Regions from separate parts of the Mus musculus genome. Here region 2 is linked to region 1. Evidence: chromatin contacts called from public HiChIP or PLAC-seq data. All regions are on one chromosome and are shown on one strand. The core of a region is the stretch at or near the end of the contact, and the rest is flanking DNA. Distances in the headings are between cores, read along the strand shown.

Region 1 (6,870 bases), core at 3,787-6,286:
GTGTAAACAGTTTTTTTTGGTTTGGTTGTTTTTTTTTAAATTAAAGTAGATTGGATTTAAAAGTGTCATGAGCTAGGTGAAACTTTGGGTGGTAAGAAAAGTGACTTGAAGAACTAAATCTGATTCTCTTCTGTCGTTTGTGACTGAATCTTAGGGCAGTTCCCAAAAAGAATTTCATGTATTTTCTCTGGAGTCATTAAAACAGTGTGGCATTCAGGAACTGCAAGTTGTGTAGCAGTCTCCCTGACTACAGAAACGCCCATGTGTTTCCCAATTCAGCTTCATAAGAACCTAATTTTGTTTTGTTGTCCATATTGTCCATGCATTACTTCTTTATATACAAGTAAGCATTTATATTCAAAGACATACAGGTGTTGATTATATTTGGCTCTAATGTAAGACTTATATTTTTTATTTTTTTTTAGCCATCCACGGTTATTTCAGGAAATTCTTCTAGTAACAACGTGTCCTCTTCAGTAACTAGTGGCCTAACTGGATGGGCAGCTTTTGCAGCCAAAACTTCTTCAGCTGGTCCATCAACAGCAAAATTGAATTCAGCAGCACAAAACAGTAGTGGAAAACCTGCTGCCTCATCCTCTAACCAGAAGCCTGTGGGTTTGACTGGTCTGGCAACATCATCCAAAGGTGGAATAGGTTCCAAAATAGGTTCTGGTAACAGCACTAGCCCCTCTGTCCCGTTGAAACCGCTTCCACCACTAACCTTAGGCAAGACTGGCCTGAGTCGCTCAGTGAGTTGTGATAACGTCAGCAAAGTGGGTCTTCCTAGTCCTAGTAGTTTAGTTCCTGGAGGCAGCAGCCAATTGAGTGGGAATGGAAATAGTGCTACAACGGGGCCCAGTGGAAGTACCACCAGCAAAGCCACATCAGAGACCAGCAGCAGTACCTCAGCATCTCTTAAAGGTCCAACTTCTCAAGAATCACAGCTCAACGCAATGAAGCGATTACAGATGGTCAAGAAGAAAGCTGCCCAAAAGAAACTCAAGAAGTAATATGGCCAGATAGATTTTTATATCATATTACTCTAAAACTTAAAAAACAAAACAAAACAAACAAAATAAAACCCTTACTGGGACAAAAGTTGTAATGTACTGTACCTTAATAAAAATCTTGATCAAATCTCTATTGTTTGTTACATTAAAATGCTAATATTATTTAGCCAAACTTGGATCTATTTATTTCAGTCTGTTTAGCATTTTTAATTTCCATAGTGTGTGAAAATAGTGATTATAATGACTGATGCATGACAAGAGCTTCAAGAAATTGATGGCGCATACAGATGAAAAGAAATGGCTCACCTGGTACCTTATGGGTGGCAGGGACAACTCAATAGAAAGTGTTCCAGCGTTTTATAAAATCTGAAATGTTCAGTGTCAGTCATTGTCCTCATGTCAGCTAGTATCTCTCTCCAATTACCTCCTCTTTTATCAAAATTAATTTTGAAAGTGATTTCCCATAGCTCCCTATCATGTCTTTAGCTCTCAACCACCCCTTATCAATTACTTAGGGCGTTATTTATTCCAGTAGATTATGAATGCTCATACAGTATACTTTCTCACGTTGCCCACTTTCCGTACCTGGCCAGTGTGTGGATATGTGCAGATATGTACATTTAATAAATGCTGACTTGGCTCATCCTGGTTGCACATTCTGAGAATCATTGAGAAGAGTATCCATTTCCAAGAGGCTTGGCAGATGGGCATTTATGACTAGTTTGCACCCAGCTTCTTCCTCATGGTGAAAGGACAAGCTGTTTTTAATACTTCAAGAACGTTTGGTGTGGTTTATCTTTGTATGAAAGAGGCTCCTACCTAATGATTAGTCCTTGAGGTTTCTGTCAGAACGTGCTCATATGCTTTGAATATTGTTAGGATATGGTTTGTCTTAAGGTTTTATGTGTTAGGAAGCATAATCCCCAATATGGCAATGGAGTTGGTGGTTGACAGGTGGAGCCTGTTGGGGGAAGAGTATGCCCTTGGGAAGGATTAATTAGTCCTCATATGTCCACTGACTAATTCTGGCCAAGAGTGGAGTTATAAAAGGCTATCCCAGAATTGACCCTTGGGCAAAATCTCCTCTGAACTCTTGCCGTGATGTGATCCTATATACATGGTCCAAGCCATTGTCTTGTAAGCTAATGAATTACCCATTAGTTTACATATATATATGTATATATGTACATACCCCAACAGAGAATACTTTCTGTATCTGACCAGTAAATGTATTATAGAAAAATAGCTTCCTTTCTTTTTTATAATCAATGAATACCTCATTATTTCCCAAAAATGAATCTTGTGATTTCCTATATTCATTGAGTCAAATTGCTTTAAATCTAATCTCAGTGTATCTTTATCCCTAGATGTTCTAACATCATTATTCTAAAAATAAATTGATAATCATTGTAAAAGAGAAAACTTTTAAATTAAGCTTGGTCTTTTTCTATGGAAGTATTTTAAACTGTTAAATAATGGCGTTAAATTGTTCATAATAAATTAGAAACCAATATTGAAATAAACTCAAAATTTAGAGATGGAATAAATATCTATTTATATACTTAAAAATGTGCCTGTAGATGTTTTTGTTTTGTGAATCACCTTTCTGTTCATTAACACTGGTTTGGTATAAACTCCATATCCCCTTTATAAAGAGTTCAAAACAGTTTGTTTATACTTCAAATGCAATTTTGACTTAACAAAATGACCTGACACAAGTTTATATCAACAGCTATTACAGTTATTGAAATTCACTTCCTTGAAGACATTAGAGAAATAATGCTTAGTACAGTTTACATATTAGCTTTGAAGTAAAAAAATTTTAGTCTCATTACAGAAAGTGTGCTGGATCTGAGAGAAGCAATTATTTTTGATATTTGTGGCACTAGTTGGAAATTTTAATGAGTTTAGGAAGTAATTTATCTTTCAGTGAATAGGATTCTTTGTATAGGTAATTTGTGTGCGTGTGTGTGTGTGTGTAGTAAGGGCCTAAATTTGGTATTTTTAAGGTATATATTTGATATTATAAATTATTATAAATTAACTAGCTCATAGGCCTTTATTTTTTTCCTCATCAAGTATACTACAAGAAGCAGTTATGAAAGTAGCAATAGTATGGGTTTTTTTTTTTTTTTTTTTGGTTATGTATAACAAGGATTTCTAACACTTGAGTTATATGAGGGGTAGAGAGCTTGTTTTGTCTTGAATAGCATTGGAATCTCCAGCTCTCCAGTGAATGAGTGAACAAGTGAGAAGGTGTCTTAGTTTTCTCTTCTGTTGTGATAAAATACTCTGACAAAAGCAACCTAAAAGAGAAAGGGTTTATTTGGGCTTACAGCTCTCAAGGGACAGAATCCATCATGATGGTGAAAGCAGGGCACCAGACCATGAGGCCAGTTGATGAGTTTGTCTCAGCTTTCAGGAAACAAGACATAGAGCAGGGTATAAAACCTCAAAGCCCTCCCCCCAACCCCCAAGTGACTGTTTCCTCTAGTAAGTCTCCACTTCCTCTAGATCCCATAACGTTCCAAAAAGCACCACCAGATGGCAACAAAATGATGAAACATAGGAGCCAAGGGGAAACATTGCACATTAACAACCACAACAGCAAGTGTTCTTGTAGAGATTTAGAATTGACAATTCGAACTATCCTGGTCAGTATCCTTTTCCTGTTTTTCATATTGTAATTTATGAGATCAAGCATAGAATTTAGTGAATTGAAAATAGATGAAATGACACAGAAAGAATGCTGGTCTTAAGATGCAATGATCTGGTCTTCAACTCCTTTGTGTTAGTTTCCTACTTTATAAAACGCAGTTCAGATGAGATAAAATGAAAAGACTTAATACAAACAACCCCTGGTTTATAATGCTTTACTGTTTTCTTATTTTTCAGTAGTGTGAAAGTCACATACATTTAGTTGCATCTGCACTTCAAGTCATCTTCCTGTGTTGCTCACATATTCTGAAATTCTATTTCATTTCCAGGCAGGGGCAAAAGGTTGCAGCTCCCAGTATTCATGTGATCATGCCACCAAGCAACTGATACTCTCTATATAGCAATGACTTTCTGAACAATGTGATAGTCAGTAGATCAGGATGTTTTAAACACATGGTGAGTATATCAGGTTATAAGTCCACTATAAAAGCACATCTGTATTTAAAAGTTAGATGATTCCAGATCTTGACGAGGGCATGATAGTAGTTTTATTAGTTACAATTATAAATTGTCACGACCCCAGGTTTCACAGGAAATACATCACTTTTAACAACATGAAATTTTAGTAGTACAAAAGTCAGAAGAAATTAGAAATGTGATGGATACATTCAGATGCCTCAGTGGAATTTTAAGCAAAACAAAACAAATTTAATTTAGTAAAAATATATTCCCAGGATTTCCAACCAAGAACATCTTAGGTCTAGTCTTTTCCAACGTGTTGACCTGTTTTTCAAAATACGCAAAATTTACCTGCATCTAACCAGAGTGTACAACCGTGAAAATCGTAGCTACGTAAAGACCCCAGGGTGAGAGCCAGTAGAACTGAAGTACTATAGTTTGGACTGGATTGATTTTACATCTATGTGTGTATAGAGAAGGAAGCAACTACAGAATTAGACTTTGAAGATTTGTATTCTTTACACAGAATCTATTCCTACAGGATTCCAGGTCCAGTGTCTGTCTACTCAGTGAACTGCAACCACCTCACTGACCATAATATAAACGTATAGGATCATTTGGTCTGAATTTTGTAAGGTCTGAATATTTTCACTAGTTAGCAATGCAGTGCATATATTAGGAAGCTGTAGTACTACAAACAACTTAAAGGGTGAGGGCTTTATTTCTTATAATTTCCTCCTTTTATTCATACAGCTCTGTTGAAGTCAATGTGGTAAATAAAGATCCAAGAAGTGACAATTCCATGTCTCAGTAGCTGAAACAACCCTTTGTGTAAACCACCCAGACTGTGTTCATTACAAATAGCATCAGGCATTTTAAAAGCAGTTTCTCAAAATCTGGATTGTATTTAAATCTGGATTGTATTTTGGAACGATTTGGAATGTTCCAGCATTTAACATCTGGTACCCATTGCTTCACTGCTGTGACTAAACATGCATTTATCTCTTCCTTACCTCCTCCTGTCCTTCAAAGTCAAGATATTTTTTCTGAAGTATAAGATAGGTTAAGAAAGTGGCTTTGTGATTTTTTTCATGAATCTGCACCAATGATAATTTTATATTACCAGACAGATATTTTACACTCTATATTATATATACTAGTAGTTTTTAACTACTAGAATCTCAAAATGAAATGTAAATAAGATGCATATATTTTTATTTATTTAAAAAAAACTAGCTACAAAAGCTTCCTCTTCATCTTGGTAAACAAAATATTGCCCACTTCAGAGGATCCTATTCTGTATAATATTAATTTAAAAAGGAATATAACAAAATACATTAGCATGCCTAGTTGTAATTATAACAATGCAACTAATGGCTTAATCTTTTGAATTGCTTACATATATATACAACCTATAAGCTATCTTGGAAATGTATTTTTCTGAGGTCTATTAAAATAATGTCTAATTTCAGAATTACAGGGTACTTGATTTTAAGTAAAAGAAGTAGAAAATGAAGGTCGTATATAATTTTTCAGAGCTCATGTATAGTAAAGTGCTCATCATGATAGGAAAGTTGCAGTCACTGGCTTCATGACAGTTCTTTCTCAGGAGTTAACTCAAGGGTTGCTTTTCCTGGCATGGATTTTTCACAGGTCAGACAGGAAGCATCACTCCTAGGGCCACATCAGTACACAAAACTTCTCCTGCATCTAATCACTGATTTCAGCCAGAAAGCACAACTGTGCTATTTATATAATCCTTCATTTTTGTGTAAAACATTGAAGTTTGGTGTACAGGTGTGCAGGTGCACACAGCCATGAATAAATCATGCCTCTTTCGACATTTTCATAGTGTCCTTAAGTAGCAACTTTGGATTTCTTTTTGCTTAACCTTAGGCAAACAAATTCATGCTTTAAAATTGAATTTAAAGAGCAACTAATCTTTTTTAAAGTCTCTAATATCTTTTAGAAAGTATTTTGTTGCCCTACTTAAAAAAGAAAACTTTATACTAAATCAAAGTCACAAGAACTTTATAAAGCTACTTTAATGCACTTAGTAGTAGTATAAGCTGTTTCTTTCATAATAGAATTCTATTTCTGGTTTGGGGAGCAGGTATCGTATTCAGCCAGCTGGATTATTTTGTTGTAGAACTCTTTATTTTGTTGTAGATATTGCTCAGTAATAGATGTAACCATATATATGATTATCATATCATATAAATGATGTATATAATATATGTTATATATTATATATATTGAGTATATCAAATCTTTCAAAGTAACACATTTTTTAAAATGTCATTAGGATTTTATGGGAAATGAAAATCTACTGTAATTGTAAGAGTAACCACTAAAAATCAAACAAAATTAGAAGTCTCACTGTCCCATTATCTTAAACACACTCTGCTTATCAGTCATAGTCATCGTGGCTTTACTTCTAGGATATCACTGTTGTCCTCATTAAACTAAACTTGGCATAGCCGAGCACTGCATTGATTTGCACTGTGCTAAAGCCCTCAAAGTTATCAGAGTTCCTGATAAACAGCAACTATTTGATAATGCTGACCAAGTAAACATGCCAGACGTTTTGGTCTTCATAAAATATTCTCTATTGAGTTGTTACCTCCAAAGACTTTCATTTTCCTTCCTTCCTTCTGAGCACCTGCCTGGGTTCACTTCATCTCCACATCTGTCCCACTTTCTCTATGTTAATCCAATAATACCTTGACTGAATAGGCCTAAA
Region 2 (6,508 bases), core at 3,435-5,934, 430 kb after region 1:
GCTGTCTGCAGAGGTTGAAGTAGGGTGTTGGAATCCTTGGACTTGTAGTTAATAAGTGTTTGTAAGCCACTCGGTATAGGTAGTAGGATTCAAACTCCCATCCTTATGATTGAGCAAAGTATTCTTAACTGCTGAGCCTTCTTTCCAACCCCTTAAATACTCTTTATAACAAGTGGAGAAAGTCAAAACTGAGAATTTGCTACATCGGAAATGGCAACTCAAGATGAATTCTGTTGAGAAGGATGATACATCTATCTTAAGCCCGGAATTTTCTGCAATGTCCCTATTATAGTCAGAATACACTTGGAAACAAGCAAGAACCAAGTGCACACAAGTCTTCCTGCTGATGGTCACAGTGATACACGTGCTCTGCTGATGGTCACAGTGATACACGTGCTCTGGCTGCGCCTCCTCCCCTGCCAGACCCTACACACACCAACAGATGCACTGTACAACCTCATTCAATAATGTCACAGTAGTCACTTAGTTTTGGCAGTAAACTGTAATAAAAACCAGAGCACTAGACCCAAGTAAATACTGCGTGTTTGGCAAAAATCACTGTGGCTGTGTTCTCCAGCACAGTTTCCAAGATAACCACCAGCTCTGCTTGGCAACTGGACTCTCCCACAGTTAAGGCTCCAACTGTAAAGCTGGCTTACAAGACATTTTCCTGCTGCTGGCTTTGGTCTGTTGCTGCTCCTAGGAATTGCTATTCAATGGCAGCGTCTTCTTTGAGAAAGCATAATTTTAATGAATCAATAGTATCCCATTCAAGAAACAATTATATTAAGTCTTCAAGTACTAAGCCATGTAAGATTATGAAGTTTGAGGATGGAGAGATGGCTCAGCAGTTAGGCACTCTCACTGCTCTTGGCAGAGGATCTGGGCTTCAAGCAGTACCCATGTGCCACTAACAACTACCTGACCCCAGATCCAGGGGAATCAACATCCTCTTCTGGATTCCAGAGGTACCAGGTGTGTGTGCAGTACACATACGTATGCAAGCAAACACTCATACGCAGAAAACAAATCTTTTTTAAAATAATTGAAAAATTAGGAGTGATGGCAGCATAAAATCAGATCTAGTATAAAATACCAGGTAGCCTAAAATACTGGCATTTCACATCATCTCCTTGTTTGTTTGTTTGTTTGTTTGTTTGTTTGAGGTGTCTCATTGCCCAAGTTAGCTCTAATTTTTTTAAAGCAATCTTCCTGTCTCAGCTTGCCAAGTTCTAAGATGACAGACTTGAGCTCAGACATTTCTAGAACATTTTATGTGATGACAATTTTATTTCTAAATTGACTAATTTGCTTGGGTAATGATGGAAAATAGAGTTTCTTTCAGATATATCAGTGATTCTTAAGAAAGGTTTCCAAATGAGGCCAGCAAACAAGGAAATATTGGCACTTGGTTTGCAACAGGGTCTGGGTGGAGCTAGAGAAATTGATATGGAATTTCTAGCTTCAACAAATGAAACCAAAAAGAAACACAAACCCAGCAGCCAATGAGGACTGTGGAAGTCACCCTAAAGAGTCCAAAGCAGGTGTGCACATTGCAGGAGAAGTGTTGGTGATGCCAGTATGCAGGGCATATGTCACCACATGAAAACTACACCATCACCCTGGTTCCCAGAACAGACTTAAACAGTAAATCTAGTGAAAGCCTTAAAGAATACTTGACAAGTAAGAGAGTGTAAATAAATCAAAGCCTGGGTCCAACTTATTTCTGCATTTGTTCAAGATGTGATGAGATGAAACAATGTATCTTTTTTTTTTTTTTTTTTTTTGGTTTTTCGAGACAGGGTTTCTCTGTATAGCCCTGGCTGTCCTGGAACTCACTTTTTAAACCAGGCTGGCCTGGGACTCAGAAATTCGCCTGACTCTGTTTCCCCAAGTGCTGAGGAAACAATGTATCTTTTAAAGGTACCAATCTTGTTACTGTTTTAATAGTTTTTTTCTGAAGTAAAATCAACTAAAACAACTCTTAAGAACTTTTGGAATACTTAGGTGGAACTTTAACACACATAGTAAATGAAAGGCTACTGTAGACTCCCCATCCCATGTTTGTTTAAATAATTTCTCTAAGAAATGAGAAAGTGTTTCTTTTTATTCAGAGTGTTCAATGATGTACAAAATTTCCCTGAGACCCTTAAAGTAATATTACAGCTGTTTTCAGCACAAAACTAAAATGCACCAAGCAATAAGAATCAAACTTCACTGCAAGAAAGAGTAGGCCTCTATGATAACATAAAAAATAAGCCAACTTAAGCATTCTTATTGATTGGAATGGAAAACACTTTTGTGTAGTTTGAGGGCATATCATGAATCTGAAAAGTTCCCCACAAAGAAGTCATGACACACTGGTCTACTAGTGAAACAAATTACTTATTTTTAATTCTAGATTGCTGGAATAGTTGACCACAGTTTTCTCAACCAACAATAGACATTTATGGGAGGGGGGAAAAAAAGCTCTGTTTCCTCTACCACTTCAGGGCAAGTCAGAGCCAATGAACTGCTCTGTTCAGGGATGAGTAATGTTTTACCCTCTGGTCATGTGAATGAGTCCCTAGTACCCAGCCTTAAGCAAACTTAGCCACAGTTCTCATTTCTGAGAACCAAATCAGAAAGACTTGTAAAGTGAACTCCTAAGGGTTTGGAAACTTGATTTATGCAGTGACATGCCTTTCCCTCTACCCTGTAATCAGATCAACCCATACTGATCTTAAGTTTAAGCCCCAATCTTTCACAAACACTGTTCTGCTTAATAAAATTTTTAAAAATAATATTTATTATGTTGTAATTTATATTGTACTCAAAACACATTATAAAACACACATACAGACATGGAGAAGAATGCAACTCCTCTTCAGTATTTCAACTTTCCATTAAAATGCAAATGTAATGATTTCATTAGCTAGGCTACAATACCCACAGTCTTAAACCAAACCAATATATTTTCTCTGTGAATCCCAACTTCCCGTACATGTAATCTTATCCTTATGATGGTTCTTTGCTGATGAATTCTGAGTATGAATTTTAGCATTATAATCCTAATTAGAGCAAAGTACAGTATGTGACTTGTGATTTTTAAATCTACAGATTTATTCTGCTCCCCAGATAGACAAACACCACAACATTTTGCTAAATTTTAAGCAAACAACTTGGGAAAAACAACAAAACAAACAAACAAACAAACCTAATTCTATTCCAAAAATTGCTCAAAGCAAACAAAATCTATCAATTAAGCCATTAACAAGCAAGTATCATGTCTTTTAACAGGACCTTCTCAAGAGTCTGGCCAGGCCTCACTTGGTTTCGCCAAACGTAGAAAACTCTCCATAGAAGAAACCCTATAAGCTTTCTAACAGTTAGCAAGCAGGTCTAGGGAAGAGAGTCAAGCTCTGAGTGAAGAGTGAGGAGGGGTGTTTGTGAACGACCAAATAAAAGAGTGAGTGCCAGAGTGAAGGAAATTTGGGATGGGACTTGTTAGAGATCTTCTCTGGGATTGGGTTTCATTTCTTCGGGCGCCCCTGACCTTGCCTTCTCCAACTCCAAACGCTTCGCCCGCCCCCTCCCCCGGCCTGCGCCTGCCTTTGTGTGTGCCTGTCACTTAAGGGGAACAGAACGAGCTGATTCGGGGGCAGCACAAAGCCAACACACAGATTTGCACAGATTCTCTTACACACATTTCCCAAACTGGAAGGCACAGCCCACTCTGAGCTTGTGAACCTTGAGAAAAGTGGGTTCTGGTCTTGTTTCAGGGAGCAGAGAAACTATTCTTTCCCCTCTCACTTAGCGCCAATAACAAAACGCGAGGACTCAAGAGAAAAAAAGAAAGAATGGAAAAAAAAAAAAAAGCCCTCCACGTAGTGGATCCTGAATCTACACACTGTGACATCTGTCTAGTGTAGTCCACGAGGGGACAAACGTGTTGGAAGCCAGAGACACAAACCCAGAACAGGACCCAAACAAGCACTACTGGAGATAAAAGAGTCAAACACACCGGGTCAGTGTTCTTTCCGGGGTGTCTGAGGATGAACTAGGGGCTCCCTGGACTTATACTAAGAACAGGGGAGAGGAGGATCAAAAGAGAAAGTGGTGGTCCCCAAAGATGAACTCTTTCAGGAAGGCAGCCCCAAGAAAACACTCACTTTCCTGAGACTAAAAGGCCAGAAGAGCGGCTGGTGGGAGGTACAAAGGTAAGTTTTCTGGGTACAGAGGGGAGACACGCATTAGCAGGAAGAAGGGACCACAGAAGTGCAGGTCGCAGGAGAAGGGGGTGCTGAATTAAAACTATATTTGTCAGCCATGTTGAAGAAGCTCCTGTAATTTGTGAGGCTTCCCTCTTCCCTCTTAGTATTTGTGGGTGACATGACAGTCCCCGCAAGGCCGAGAGAAAGAGAGGGAGATTGGAAAGGGACCATTCCGCAGCCGTCAAGAGCGAGGAAAGAAAGAGAGAGAGAGAGAGACAGGCGCGGACCTCAGCGCTCTGACCTGGTTCTGGTCCCTCAGCCTCGCAGTCCACCGCCGTCGCAGCCGGGTCTCCTTTCTAACAAATCCTACAGGGCAGCCATCTTGCTTCCTTCTGCTCCTCTACGAAAGCAGCCTCGCCTCCGCATCAATATTCATAAGGCAGTTTGACGTCTGTTCTCTAGGCTCGGCGGGGCCGGCTCTCAGGCGGCCGCCGAGGGGGCGGACGTGACTGGCATGCGAGCGGAGCGGGCGCGAGCGCGGGAGCGGGCCGTGCGCTCGCTCCCTCGCGGAGGCGCGGCGGGACCCGGGGCCGTGCGCTCGCTCCCTCGCGGGGACGCGGCGGGACCCGGGGCCGTGTGCTCGCTCCCTCGCGGAGGCGCGGCGGGACCCGGGGCCGTGCGTTCGCTCCCTCGCGGGGACGCGGCGGGACCCGGGGCCGTGCGCTCGCTCCCTCGCGGGGGCGCGGCGAGTCCCGGCTGCGCGCTCACTCCCTCGCGGGGGGCTAGGGGACCTCCTCTGCTCGGCTCCTCCCCGGCCTTTCCTGAGCCCCGGGTGCCGCCGGCCGCACACCCACGCGTGGGCGGCCTCCGCGCCTCTGTCTCCCGCGGGGGCCGCGTAGGCACTTGGAAACTCTGCGCCCTCCTGCGCGCTCCAGGGGCCCCTGGCTCCCCGCGCTCCCGCTGCCAGCACCTCACCAGTCGTCTCCCCACTCGCCCCCACACCCTGCCACCCCCTTCCCTGTCGCCCAGCCAAGCCGCTCCCCATTTCCCCAAAGGCCGTGCCGGGAGAGCTAGAGGGGCCTGGGCGCTAAAGTCTCCACTCTGCAGCAATCCGGCGGCGCCGGGGCTCTCCCCGCCCAGGCCCACCTTCTGTTTACTTTGGCCACGTGGGCCGCGCAGGGGGTGCTGTCTCGCAGAGCCCAGAGGAGCGGTGTCACCGAGCCCCTGCTTGTCACTCGAAAGAATTAAGCCAGCAGTTTCTAATGTTCAAGGCGCCCCCGTAAGTTCCTCTATTTTGCACAAATTTCCACTCCGTACGGTAAAGTAATGAAGAAACCGCCTTGTGGGAAGCTGAATTCCGAACAAGCAGAGAGCGCTCAGTTTTCCCTGAAGTTCAAGGCTTGTGCGCACCAGCTCTTCTGCTGGCACTTCCGTTTTTTAAACTTACATTTTAAATGTTCCTTTTGGTAATTATTAACTTTTGAAGATGAGATCGAGGCAAATTCATAGGAATCATGAGACAGTAGTTTAGGAAATTTGTGCTCACACATCCACCCACCCTCCTCCTGTCTTCAAGTTTTCAGTCACTGAATGTTACGTTTTAATAGGTAATCTGGGAACCTCTTCTGTGGGATCGGTTGCGTTCACAGCAACCTTAAGTCTACTTTAACACTATTATATTGTCTGTAATGCACCCTTTCTTTGTGTGTGTGTGTGGGTGGGTGTTCTTTAGAAATGAGGCCTGGAACCAACTAACTCTCTCTCTAACTCTCTCTCTCTCTCTCTCTCTCTCTCTCTCTCTCTCACACACACACACACACACACACACACACACACCACATAAATTTTGAAAAGAAAGAGCAGACCTGCAATCACAGCATTTAGAAGTCTGAGGCAGTAGGATGTCTGACAGTTTGAATTTAGCTGGGTATTGTAGTTAGATTGTTTCAAGAAGAAAGGAAGGAAAAGAAAGGAGAGAGAGAGAAAAGAAGGAGGAGGAGGAGGAAGAAGAAGGAAGGAAGGAAGGAAGGAAGGAAGGAAGGAAGGAAGGAAGAAGAAGAAGCAAATAGCCATAACATTTTCCCTTAATTTCATGAAATGTAAACACTTCCTCTTTGTAAAATCTCATAGATGTATGTACTCACACAGGAAAGGCCAGGACCTCTATGTGGCACATTGTTACTCTGTGTTACATTGTTGCAGAGAAGATTGCCTAAAGTAAGTTCTAAGGAAACAATGTTTCTTCCATTTAGAAACAGTTACCAAGGTGTGATCTCACAAATCAGTAATCAAAATATTTACCTGGGCTCTACAGC

The links. HiChIP or PLAC-seq counts read pairs in DNA pulled down with a chosen protein or histone mark.
Region 2: an H3K4me3 HiChIP or PLAC-seq map of embryonic stem cells shows a contact between it and region 1, with 6 times the contacts expected there. The contact joins the promoter of Tet2 here to the enhancer-like site in region 1. A contact is called at or near these places in 4 of 39 promoter capture datasets (the 3T3-L1 cell line, cranial neural crest, hippocampal neurons and 1 more), 2 of 484 Hi-C or Micro-C datasets (cerebral cortex and granulosa cells), 2 of 115 datasets of contacts at active chromatin or transcription factors (bone marrow-derived macrophages and embryonic stem cells) and 1 of 9 other capture datasets (adipose tissue).

The regions. Positions count from the first base shown.
Region 1 is chr3:133,108,410-133,115,279 of GRCm38.p6, forward strand. It overlaps Arhgef38 (Rho guanine nucleotide exchange factor (GEF) 38), which reads right to left. Exons shown (of 14, transcript NM_001368752.1): 14 at 3,869-6,870. It overlaps Ints12 (integrator complex subunit 12), which reads left to right. Exons shown (of 7, transcript NM_027927.4): 7 at 426-2,579. The coding sequence ends at 1,010. Among named protein-coding and RNA genes, the nearest start is that of Ints12, 20 kb to the left of the region's middle. Within about 2 kb of position 5,037, at least 3 of the 459 cell types and tissues checked have an H3K27ac peak or open chromatin away from gene starts, as enhancers often do.
Region 2 is chr3:133,539,706-133,546,213 of GRCm38.p6, forward strand. Tet2 (tet methylcytosine dioxygenase 2) reads right to left here and starts at 4,685. Exons shown (of 11, transcript NM_001040400.2): 1 at 4,495-4,685.